2 separate regions of the Mus musculus genome follow, and region 1 is linked to region 2. A link is a contact called in public HiChIP or PLAC-seq data. All regions are on one chromosome and are shown on one strand. The core of a region is the stretch at or near the end of the contact, and the rest is flanking DNA. Distances in the headings are between cores, read along the strand shown.

Evidence for each region. HiChIP or PLAC-seq counts read pairs in DNA pulled down with a chosen protein or histone mark.
Region 1: an H3K27ac HiChIP or PLAC-seq map of stem cell-derived neural progenitor cells shows a contact between it and region 2, with 5 times the contacts expected there. The contact joins the enhancer-like site here to the promoter of Dapk2 in region 2. A contact is called at or near these places in 12 of 39 promoter capture datasets (the HPC-7 cell line, the SN4741 cell line, cranial neural crest and 8 more), 1 of 15 datasets of contacts at CTCF or cohesin (large pre-B cells), 3 of 484 Hi-C or Micro-C datasets (embryonic retina, embryonic stem cells and liver) and 2 of 115 datasets of contacts at active chromatin or transcription factors (large pre-B cells and stem cell-derived neural progenitor cells).

Annotation. Positions count from the first base shown.
Region 1 is chr9:66,558,638-66,561,992 of GRCm38.p6, reverse strand. All of the region lies in intron 3 of Usp3 (ubiquitin specific peptidase 3), which reads left to right. Among named protein-coding and RNA genes, the nearest start is that of Usp3, 33 kb to the left of the region's middle. Within about 2 kb of position 1,557, at least 71 of the 459 cell types and tissues checked have an H3K27ac peak or open chromatin away from gene starts, as enhancers often do. A contact at or near this core is called in the HPC-7 cell line, liver, pre-B cells and 1 more, where this site is marked.
Region 2 is chr9:66,155,851-66,159,597 of GRCm38.p6, reverse strand. It overlaps Dapk2 (death-associated protein kinase 2), which reads right to left and starts at 1,372. Exons shown (of 12, transcript NM_010019.3): 1 at 1,258-1,372.

The DNA.
Region 1 (3,355 bases), core at 308-2,807, 400 kb before region 2:
AATTCTAAGGGCTGCTGACATTGAGGGGGGTGTTTAGAAGATCCTTTAGAGTTATGTATTTGCTCAACAGTCCTTGAATTTTACATGAGGGCAATACTGAGCAGGAATGGGCATTTAAAGTACAAATATCCCTGTTTGTTGATTTGCTTTTGGTAAGTGGTTTGAGACAGAGTTTGCTGTTTGGTCTAGGCTGGCTCCTACCTCAGCCTCCTGAGCACTGTGCATGTGTTGCCTTGCCTGTTTCCAGGCATCCCTGAGAACCACACTTTCTGTTGAAGGGCGTGCTAGTCCTTTCTCACACTGTCTGTGGGAAGATGTCCAGCCAAGGGAAGAAAATTAAACCAGTGCTTTTTCAGGTCTTTTAATGTTTTACAGGTTTAGCATAGTTGGCATTTAACTATTGAATAAATCTGTAAAAGGTTTAAGTCATTCAAACACCTACTCGTTTAGTGGTCAGACCTGGAAAAGATAGAAGGGAGAGAAACTTAGAGGCAGATGAAGATTTTTGTAAAAATTAGTATTTTCTGAGATGTTCACACACAGGGCAGTGCTCACTACTGTTGCTTGCTGATGTGGAGTACTTCTTTTCTTTTCTTCTCTTTTCTTTTTCTTTTCTTTTCTTTTCTTTTCTTTTCTCTTCTTTTGATTTATTTATTATATGTTAAGTATACTGTAGCTGTCTTCAGACACACCAGAAGAGGGCATCAGATCTCATTACAGATGGTTGTAAGCCACCATGTGGTTGCTGGGAATTGAACTCAGAACCTCTGAAAGAGCATTCAGTGCTCTTAACGGCTGAGCTATCTCTCCAGCCCGAGTACTCCTTTTCATAACAGCTAAGCATTAGCTCAGTTGGCTGCTGTTGCTTGAACCCTGGCCTTAAATAAACCTCTACCCGGACTCACATCCTAGCCCTCCATTAATCCCTGCCCCATTAATCCAAGAATGGTACAGCTTCTTGTTTTATAGAATCAGGTGTTCTGTGTTTATAACTACTTTTGCTTTAGAGACAGCAGAAATTCAGGTCATTCTTGAATGTCTTTATCTCCCTATCATAGTCATAAGTCATGCCATTCTGTGTGGTGCAGGTGCTGACAGCATTCATTCTTGATATCAGTTAGTGTGCAGAGGATGTTCAAAAGGAAGCTTTGTAAATACAGTTAAATCTGTATACTATAACAAATCATTGTTGCTCTTCTTGCTGTTGGTAAAATTCTAAGGGAATGGTAAGTCTTTGAGGAAATCTTAAGGATCAGCTTAATGGAATTAAATTATTTTCATAGGGTGCTATAAGAACATCTGTTAGATATTTTAGTGGCTTTGCAGTTTTGTTAACTAGACATTGGAATTTAATTTCCTTTACATTGCTATAGTGTACTAAGGTAGTAGACATAATTTCATGGACAAGTTGATTTAGGAAATATTAGCATATACCCAGGAGTGGCAGAAGCTTCTTGGCCAATTGCCAGTCTTTTGTGTGCGGTTAAACAGAGCTGTAAGTGTGTGGCTACCCAGAGCTTCTGAAATGCAGGAAGGAAGCTGCAGCTGCACGGGTCACATTAGTGCTACATTTGTGGGCTTGAGAACAGAATGCCAGGGAACCACCCTGCAAAATTACACTGCCATATAAATACCCCAAAGGAGCTGATGACTGTTGTGAGATCATGAAGCTTTGGTTAAAATTAGTATTTCTATTATACCTTAACTAATACAGAGAAACAGATTTCTCTGAGTTGGGGAATTGTATAATTTCCCGGTGTAGTTTTATGAATTTCTTTGTACATCAGTTTCTGATTGCTAGACTGGTTGATAGGGTTCAAAGGAAAAAAAGTTTATATATTTGATTATTAAGCTGTGTGTATATTTGATTATTAAGCATTTTTACTTCAGCTTTTCCTACACTTCTACCCCCAAGTAGTAGGAATCAAACCCAGCGCCCCGGACATGCTCAGCAAACACTACTAAATTATATCCCAGTCCGTTTTTTTTTTTTAATTTTTTAATTTAAGACAAAGTTTTGCTAAAATTTCAGGCTGGTCTTGACCTTACTCTATAGGAGCCTAGGATTTAGCCTCCCAAATGCTGGAGTTACAGCTGTAAGCCACCACACTCAACTGTGAAGCCCTCCTCACCCCTTTATGGTTTGTGTTATAAGATATTCTGAGGCTTACATTTGGTTTTGCCCATATATGTTCATGTGCGTGCACATGTGTATGGAGTTCATAATTGTTTGGATAGCATTGCTCTGGTACCTTGTGTTTTTGAGACAGGCTCTCTTGCTGGGACTTGTAATTTAGGTTAAGGCTGGCTCAAGGGATCCTTCTCTCTCTGCCTCCCCAAGTCTGGGGCTACACACACACCCTAGCCTTTTGCATGGGTATAGGGGATCACACTCAGGTCCTTAGAGTATGTAATAAGTGTTTAACCAACTGCACCATCTCTCCTGTCCTTGCTTACAGTTTTTGTCTTTATTTTCCTTTACTGAGAGTCTTGCCCTGCCCTTTCCTTCCTTATGAGTTATCATGAAAATTTCCTTCTCCTAACTCCAGCTACGGGGAGTAATCTCTACTAACTTCTAGCTTCTGGAACACTTGTCACTTCCTGCTACATGTCACTAATTTGTAAATCTCCTTGGAGACTACAGAGACCCCTCTCAGATCTTTCTATTTTCCTCCTTGTTTTATGCAGACTTGTTTTAGGCAATGTCCTTGCCAAGTATGTGGATAGTCCTGGGGTCATCTCTAGTACTGGGGTGGAAAAGATTTTGATAGCTACCTTTAAAACAGGAGAAAGGTTGCACCAAGTCTGTACTATGTCCTTTGATCATCACAGAGGACTGAAGCCACATGACAGAGGCTAAATTCCTTTCCCTCTGAAGATTGGTATCCTTGTAGGCAGCTCTTCTTAATTCTGAAATAAGCAGAGCCTCCAAAGAGAAAACATATACTGTGAAAGTTGTGGTCTGGCTGGGCATAGTGGCGCACGCCTTTAATCCCAGCACTCGGGAGGCAGAGGCAGGCGGATTTCTGAGTTCAAGGCCAGCCTGGTCTACAGAGTGAGTTCCAGGACAGCCAGGGCTACACAGAGAAACCCTGTCTCGAAAAACCAAAAAAAAAAAAAAAAAAAAAAAAAAAAAAAAAAAAAAGTTGTGGTCTGGCGGCACAGGCCCCCGCTCCTTGAGACAATCCAATTAGCATGAAACAGATAAATGAAGATTTCAATAAAAGTGAAGATCTTCCCAGGATTTTCATATAGAAACTAAGTTTCAGTTTCTTGTTTGTTAAGTACTGTTTCTCCCTTCCCATCCTGTTCCCTTTCCTACCAAATGGTATTACATGTGGTATATTATTGCAGT
Region 2 (3,747 bases), core at 123-2,622:
ACTGGGGTTTGGGGTAAAAACTTAACATTGAAACAAAAGTCTGAACCCACTGGGATCGGGTCTAAGTCACTTGTTAGACAAAAGGAGAAATCTGAGGTCCAGAGAGGGAAAGGGACCTTTCCACCATGGCACAGCTAGGCCATCAAACTTCCCAGGGCTTCTCTTGATACCCACACAACTCCTCCATGGATGGCTCAGGACTGGAAAGCCAGTGGCTTCTGGGAGAACAGTTCCAAGGAGAAGGTGCCCAAGTTTGGCAGGGACAGGCAGTGGTTTGGAACACGTGCGCACATACACACACACATGAAGAATCCTCAGACTCAGGTCTGGGGAAACTGCCAGCAGTGCCAGCAGAAGGGAGGAGACTCTAGCATCACAGAACCCCTTTGGATGATCCCTGATAAGGATGTTGGGGCTCAGAAGGTCAGCCACCTCCCTGAGTTGACATGAGAAAAACTCAGTCTTTTAATAAAAGGTTCAGCTTCTTTGGGCAGCCGGACTGTTTGCCCCCCACATCTAACAGAATAGAAGGCTCTAGAGAAGCTGTCAGGGTTGGCTGGTTTATTCCCTCCAGCAGGTAGTTTGTTGTCCCGGGGCAACAGATACCCACCCATTCCTGACACTTCAGTCAAGCCTCCAAAGACAGCTACTGGTCTATCAATACCATGACTTTAGATGCCAAAAACTTAACCGGCGGGCAGGTGGAGACAGGGAGGGCTTTGAACCCAACTCTGAAGCAGTCAAGGTACCAGCCACTTTTAGTCAACAAAATTCCCCTAGGATGCCAAGCCAGTTAGTTGGGAACTAGTGTCAGAAACCAAAAGAGCTGCCCCCAGCTACCTTTAGATGACAGGGAACCAGGGAGTGTCCCTCCACCTGCCCGCAGCTGTTAGGCCACACTGGAGGTTCATTTCACAGGAAGCAACCTCCCGGGCTGAGGCGGGGAGGAGGAGGTGTGAGCCCACAGAGGCTGGGCTTGTTTCTCTCCTATTGGGGACTTTTGAGGGGGCCAAACTTGATGCATGGTTGTTTCCATTCTCCTGCCCAGATGTCAGGCCTCTGTCCGTCAATCCCCATCCCGTCTCTGGGACCAGAGTGTCAAGCTTAGGAGGCACCCCGAGGTAGTAGTAGCCTGCAGACTGGCCTCCGGGTGCCGTCCCAGCGCACAAACCACAGAACGGCTATATCCTAGACAGGCAATGCCCGACCACCCCAGCCACTGCTGCCGTCGAATCCCGCGGCCCGGGCGCTACTCACGGCGAAAGGCTGCGCTGCATGTGCGGAGAGCTGGACGTGCACCGGGGCGCGGCGGGGTGCGCGGCGCTCCGCTCTGCTCTGCTCCCTGCGCCCGGCGTCCGCCCGCAGAGCCGCCGAGGAGCAGAGGGGGCGGAGCGGCCAGCCCGGTCCCAGGCGCCGGCTGGAGGCGCGCCCGGACACTCGGCCCGGAGCTCGGGGCGCCCCCTGCTGGAACCCCCGCGGGACCGCCCCGAGGTGAGGACTTGGATGCTCGTCCCTTCCCGCCCTGTCTCTCACATGCTGTGCCACCTGGAACGAATCAACTTGAGTAAGCTAATGATCAACGCACTTCACAACCCAGCACAATTGCCAGAAAACAGAATTTCTCTGCCCTTCGTCCCCACCCACGCACACCCTGACTGATCAGATTCTCTGGGGACCTCGCTCCACACAAGGGTAGGAAGCTCTCATGTGCCCCACTCATTCCCGGCCCAGCTTGAAGACTGCCCATATTTGCCTATTACCACGCCAACCCTGGCACCATTCTTGAGTGTAGTCCGTGTATCACCATTAAGCCTGTCTTAATGAAGGACTTGGGAGTTGATTCTCCCTTCCTTTTGCAAATTATCAGAAGGAGAAAATATCAGTGGTAGCGTTGGTGGCTGGAAACAAAACTGAAGTTCAATGGTCTCCATTCAAGACCAGAGACATTTTAAGGATGGCCACCTAGAGCCTCCAGCCCTAAGTCACTGTGACAGCTAACACTGTCAATGTGACTGGATTTACAATCAGGAGATAAACCTCTGGGTATGCCTATAGGAATTTCTAGATTGTGTTTCCAGAGCTTTAGTGAGACCAGCCCTAGATGTGCACAGCAATGGTCCACGGGCTGGGGTCCAGGAATTAAAAAAAAAAAATCGGTGAGGAGAAACTGGCTAGTGAGGGCTGCTCTTCTCTGACCATTGCTGCAATATCTGGGACAGCCTCCGGGAAGATCCCAGACCTTTGCGTGTGACCTTTCAGATCTGTGCAGTTTAGAGGGCTCTCTGTGAACAGAGAACCAGGATTCACCTCATATTTCTCTCTCCCTCCCCCTCCCCTTCCCCTCCCCCCCCTTCCTGAGGCTGGGCACAATGTACCCAGCTGCGCCACGCTCCTGCTGCCATGATGGACTATACCCTATACCTTCTAACTGTGAGCCCGTTCTTGAGTTGCCTCCCCCACCCCTTGAGTACTTTCTCACAGCAACAAGAAAAGTAGCACAGATCCCCCCTTAGGGATCCTCCCTAGAGCTAAGGATGTAAGATTCTGAGTCATGGGTGTAGTCCAAAGTCCTGCCCTATCATCCATGTGTGGTCAGCCACCAGAAAGTGGGAACAACAACCCTTCTGGTAGCTTCCAGTGAAGTCCTGAGTAGCACTGGCGGAGGGTGACATGTGAAATGTGCCCAAGGAGCACACTACCCCTCAGCCTTTTCAACACCAGGAACCCTGAAAATGCCACTGAGTACCGCCCAACTCTCTCATTGTGTCTTGAACAGTCTCAGGGAAGATCCCAGACCTTCACTTGCGTGTGACTTTCAGGTTTGTGCAGGTTCTGGGGTTCTCCTCAGAATAGCATGCTAGAGAGAAGTAGCTACCATCTGATGGCTTCTGAAGTCAGTGGACAGAGGGAAGGACACACACACACACAGTGGCCACCACAGTAGCGAGGTCCCTCATCCTCCAACCAGCCCCAGATACCTCCTCCCCCATTTTTAAGTCTGTTGCTGTGTGACAAACCATCCTAGCCTTGCTGATACAAAACACAAATTTCATTATGCTCCTGCATTCCTGGAGTCCACTCTCTTAAAGCCACTCTACTCTGAACCCTGCCACCTCAGTTCAATTCTTTCTTGTCATTTTCCCTGACCATGTCGTAACTATGATTAAGGTTCACTTTCAACAAGAGCAAAACAACATCTTGTCCATTTTGATCTCCATAGATTGCATGCTATCCCAAACCTAATTACTAAAGGCATGCTAGGTTGAGCACGTAAAAGCATGTTAGGTTGAGCATGTAGGTAATGGCACGGGAAGAAACCACAGCTGTCCTCTATCCTGTAGGACTTTCTGCAACAGAACATATGACAAAAGCCACATAAGGAAGGAAGTTCGTTTGGTTCACAGTTCAAGGGCATGGTCCATCAAAGCAGCAGGGCAGCAGGCAGCAGGGGCACGAAGCAGCTGATCACACACACACACACACACACACACACACACACACAAAGAGCTTCCTCCACTCTCTTTTGCCTTTTTACTCAGTCGGGAACCCCACGCCCATGGAATGGTACCACTCACATGTAGAGTGGGTCTTCCCCCTCAATTAACCCAGTCTAGAAACTCTTCTTTCAGTGTGTGTCCTAGATGATTCTGTCCTGCCAAAATGACAATGGACATCAGTTATCACACCCCCAAGAGAAGATACTAGATATGCTGATAACCTGGCAGGGTGGCATGCACCAATCACGAC